Regions from separate parts of the Mus musculus genome. Here region 2 is linked to region 1. A link is a contact called in public HiChIP or PLAC-seq data. All regions are on one chromosome and are shown on one strand. The core of a region is the stretch at or near the end of the contact, and the rest is flanking DNA. Distances in the headings are between cores, read along the strand shown. Region 1 has its middle 130 kb from the start of Mir21c. Region 2 has its middle 76 kb from the start of Mir21c.

Evidence for each region. HiChIP or PLAC-seq counts read pairs in DNA pulled down with a chosen protein or histone mark.
Region 2: a CTCF HiChIP or PLAC-seq map of CD8 T cells shows a contact between it and region 1, with 8 read pairs. The contact joins two enhancer-like sites. A contact is called at or near these places in 2 of 15 datasets of contacts at CTCF or cohesin (CD8 T cells and the NIH/3T3 cell line) and 2 of 484 Hi-C or Micro-C datasets (CD4 T cells and nephron progenitors).

Annotation. Positions count from the first base shown.
Region 1 is chr8:128,147,320-128,149,837 of GRCm38.p6, forward strand. No RefSeq gene overlaps it. Among named protein-coding and RNA genes, the nearest start is that of Mir21c, 130 kb to the right of the region's middle. Within about 2 kb of position 1,257, at least 34 of the 459 cell types and tissues checked have an H3K27ac peak or open chromatin away from gene starts, as enhancers often do. A contact at or near this core is called in CD8 T cells, where this site is marked.
Region 2 is chr8:128,201,028-128,203,545 of GRCm38.p6, forward strand. No RefSeq gene overlaps it. Among named protein-coding and RNA genes, the nearest start is that of Mir21c, 76 kb to the right of the region's middle. Within about 2 kb of position 1,259, at least 51 of the 459 cell types and tissues checked have an H3K27ac peak or open chromatin away from gene starts, as enhancers often do. A contact at or near this core is called in CD8 T cells, where this site is marked.

The DNA.
Region 1 (2,518 bases), core at 7-2,506:
ACCCAGGTTCAGTACCTAACACCCAGGAGTCTAAGACCTCTTCTTACCTCCGCAGGCAACTATATGTGTGTGGTGCACATGCATACTCACTTAGGCACAACAACATGATAAAATTGTATATGTGTGTGTGTATATATATATGTATATATATATATATATATATATATATATATATTTACATACATCACAGATATATAATATTACATATGTTCTATATATTACAAATATATACACACAATTGTATATACATATCACCATCTAGAAACTATTGTTGCTAGTGGTGAATGATCTTATTCACATGATTTCACGGGCATAAGCAGAGAATCAAGCTGGAGAAAATAGAAATTGACTTAAAATTTTTTCAAAGCACAGTCTCCCTCTGTAATCAAGTCTAGCTCAAAACTGAATATATAGTCCAAGTATCCTGGTCCAAGTTCTCCTCTTGCCACACCCTTCTGAGTACTGAAATTACAGGTGTGAGCCACTACAGTCTGTTGGAAAACACGTTTTGAAATGCTATTCCCTTTTAAACATAAAGGTCCTGCCGATGAAGATGAAGCGGGACTGTGGAAGACACCGGTTCTGCTAAATCCAGCCAGAAGCAACCACCACAAATGTTTAAAGTCAATCAGACCAGCCATTAGATGTCATGTAAATAATGAAAGGGAGGAAGACGAACTAGCTTAGATCATAAATAATGAAAGGGAAAATATCAACTGACTGAAATTTTCATCCCTCTCCAGCCCCTGTGATTAGAGACAGACGTTTCTGTCCACAACGTCTTAGGAAATTCTAATGTCACATCTTCTGTCAATTATCATTTTTGTTTTAATTTTAAGAAATAAAAATCTGGGAGGTTTTTCTTTCTAGTCAAATGAAGATCAGAAAACCCATGTCTGTCCTGGACTTACAATCCCAATTAAAATAAATATACACCCTGATTAAAAGTACAGGGCTAATGACTAACTCAGACTTAATAATTGTAAATAAATTGTCATTTTGACATGGAAAATTTTTTAAACCATTTTTATTATGGAAATATATCCTAAGATCCTGGGCAGAATTTATTTGATATGTTAAGTAGATTACTAGCCCTAGAACTTCCTGAGATTCTTTTGTTGTTTTACTTATAGAAACACGGGAGCGGAAATGGGTATTGAGTGAGAAAAATGAACCAAGAGAGATAGATGTAAAGCCAAGAGGAAGTGCTGCCTCCGCATAACACACCCCAGGCTGACTACACAGGAACAGACCTGATACTTCTCTTAGGCTGACTTTTAGATTGTGTAGTTTGAGTGAAATGCCTCTTATCCCCCATAGTCTTAAGCATTTGGATACTTAGTCCCTAGTTTGTGGAGGTGGTTGGGAGGGTTTATGATGTATGACTGGCTAGAGGAAGTTTGTCAAGGGTTTTGAGGTTTCAAAAGCCACATGCTACTCCTACTGTACTCTCTCCTTCCTGCTTATAGATCAAGATCTCCAGCCCCAGCTCCAGCTCCAGCTCCAGCTCCAGCTCCAGCTCCAGCTCCAGCTCCAGCTCCAGCTCCATGCTTTGCTGGCTGCCATACTCCTTTACCACAATGGTGATGTACTCTTCTCTCTCTAAAATCACAATCTCAAAATGAGCCCAACAATAGAAAAGTAACTATGACATTTACTTTTTGTCTATCTGTCTTCTCTCTCTCTCTCTCTCTCTCTCTCTCTCTCTCTCTCTCTCTCTCTCTTGTTTATTTGGTTGGTTGGTTGAGTTTTGCTTTGTCTTGTTGACACCCTGGTTGTGCTGTGTCAAGGAGAACTTCTCTGGTCATGGATACTTGGAGTTCTGTTTACCTCTTGTGTTTGGACAATTCCTTGTTTCCCTAAGTTTTGGGGGTATTCTGCTGTAATTACATTAGCTGGTCTGTGTATTCTATGTGATTCTTTCTTCTACACCATGAATTCTCAGGTTCAACCTCTTGAGTGCATCTTAGATTTTTTTTTGTAAATATTTTTGTGTTCCTTTCTGTTTTTCCCCTTGTATATGTCTGTTTAAATTACTTCTTTGTCTTTGTCCTCCATCCTTGGAATTCACTCTTTTGCATGGTCTTGTTTCTTAGTGATATTATTTACTGCAGTTTTATTTCATGCACCCATTCTTTGTTTTAAGTATTTCTGTTTGGTCCCTTTTCAGTCTTCTTGACGTCTTTTTCCTCCATTTGGACTTTCATATCCAATTTTCTGTTATGTTCATTTTGAAGAATCTATGAAGGGGTCTGATATACATTCCTGTAATTCATGTATCTGCTTGTTTGGATCTTACAATCTTTACTATAAGACTTGAAATTTTTGAATCTATATGATCATTAAGTCTTTTAAAAAGTGTCAGCCTGATTTTTTTCTTAGATACTTGAGCTGTCTCTGAAGTTTCAGATTCCATTATAACAAAGTGGTGGCTGTGTCATGTTGGAGTAAGTTTTGATTAGCCATTTTATTCTGAGCCTATTTGAATATCTCCTACAACATTTTCTAGAGGGACAGC
Region 2 (2,518 bases), core at 9-2,508, 54 kb after region 1:
TACAGCCCATAATGATATATGGGGGGATGTGAGAATACAGTGTGTCAGAGAGTCCCTTGTACCAAATAGGAAGACAGACCGAACTTTAATCTTTAGAGCAAGAAAAATGCATCCTTTTTGCTGTGGAATTAAAAGGGGATGAGCAAATTGTAAGTGATTTTTTAAAGCATACAATAAGACTTCCAGCCCAATTCATGGGGGGGGGGTAATTGGTACTTCACATCAGTATTTTTCATGAACTATTTGAAAAACAGAGAAAAATGTGTTATTTCTCTGGAGCCACATCCCACTGTTCTTCAAAGCATATTGCTGAGGAATAAATAATCATTCCCCACTGGTGATTGGCACATTGAGCAACTTTGTGTTGGGCAAAATGTATCAGAAAGCCAACAGTTGATTTTGGACCTAATATATCCAGAGTCCTTGGAGTGAAGAAAAATTTTAAAAGATGCCACACCCTCTAGAGGAGGGTCACACTCAAAAGTGTCTGTTGACTCTGGGGGACAGGAGTAGGGTCCTGTGTAGATAAAAACCCTGACTGTGCCCACAGGGACATTGTATTTCTTGACTGCATTTGGAACTTCACTTCCTTAGTTCCAATACAGTGAAACACATCTGTGACATTTACCCTTAAATTAGATGAAAAATGATCTCAGGACAAACTAATTTGTTGGAAAATGCTGTGTGTTCCTGGTGTTTCTCATCTTCGTGGGAAAAGTTGGAAACCTAAGTAAAACGATTCCCATCCCCTGTGGGGGAGAAGGGGGACAGAGCAGAGCCTGCCAAGGTAATGTGTTGTAGATTGCGTATGGAAGGGAGGTTAACTATCTCAGAGACAAATATTTTGTTATTTCTTGGCAGAAGGTTGAGGAGTGGGCGTTTGAAGTTAATGCCCTGAGTCCTGCTTCTAAATGTTTCCATGTCCTTCTGGCAGCCATGTGATATTAAAATCTTCAGTAAATTAAGTAAATGAGTAAAACATGTTCCATAATGAGATGGGGACAGGCTTCATGAATTATTCCTTCCACCCATGAAAATATCACCAGGTAACCTGCAGAACACATCTTGGTCTCTTGTGTTTCTTCTTTAGAACTAAAAAAATCCAAAGACTACATCAGGGCATAAGGATAGCCAGTGACTTATTCATCATGTTCATGTTCTTTCAGAAAATACCCTATTTCAGTATCTATCTCTATGGGGGCGCAGACTTATAGTTCTGGAACACCAGAGCTTTCTCTTCCTGTGAATCAACTCTCCTGTAGCTGCAACTTCCTCATCTGTGAACTATCCCGAGCTGGCAGGTGGTGGAGGTGCCCATGTTACTAGCTCATGGGATTTACTGCCTCCACATTCCTGTTTCTCCTCCCTGCCAACCTACAGATCAGATCTCTGAAGATCTGATGTAGATCTATAGATAAAGATCTCAGTGAAGCTAAGAAGCAGGCATGTTTGGCTGCTGTGCACTTTGAAGCTATTTTTATGCTTTCTAGCTTTCTCAGGAAGTTGCCCAGGGGCTCAGACTCAACTTAAGTGCAGCTAGGATCTGGGAACCTGCTTACAAAGCTCTCAGTTGCTGAGTGCCCACATTCTTGTCTTGCTTCAGATTTGCATTGTCATGCTTACCCAGAAGTTTGAAAAGCATCCCAAATTGTGAGCCTTCTAGATGGCAAAACCAACATCTTCATTGCATCAGTTCCTGTGGTCATGGCTCTCAATACAGAGATGGGCCTGCCTAGCTGTTCTTCCTGCGGCTCAGTTAGCATCCAACTTCCTGACCCAAGCCAAAGCATGAGCACGACCTTCTAGAAACTGATACTCAACCTAACAGCCAACTATATGCCAGTTATATGACCTATGATCTTGCTCTCTTCTCCCTATACTATCTTCCTACTTCATCATAGTTGAGGGGCCTTGTCTAGACTGATCCAGTAAAAATCATCCTCATGGTATCAAGGAATTTGCATGTGTATACTCAAAGGAAGAGAGAGATTGGGGGCAAGGATGTGGCTTCAGTCCCTGAAGTCTTGAGGTCCAGCACTGCATAAATTTGGTGTGCTGAATCTTAGAGTCAGCCTTGGCTATATAGCAAATTCAAAGCCAGCTTGGGCTACATGAGATCTTGTCTGATAGACAATACATAGTGATCATGTGTTACCCTACTCTAAGTTACTCTACATTGTATAAAACAGTGGTCTACTTTTAATGATGGTTCTTTAGTTGTGTTGGGATAGCAGCAGGTGGCACAACCTAGCAGGAACAGCCAGGTAGGAGGGATTTGGACTAGCAGGAACATCAGGAGCAGTTCTCAGCTGTGCCTCTTGATGAAGTGAAGTGCTGCACAGATAGCTCTATAAAGCAAGCCCAGCCAAGCCCGGCCTCAATCACTGTCTGAGGAGTACTACTTATACTCCCTTCAAATTATATATGTCCTGCACAGGTCTTGCCTCATCATGTGCCTTGTGTCAGCACCTTAGTCTCACTTAGCAATACTCCACCTGAGTCTGTATCAGCTGACATC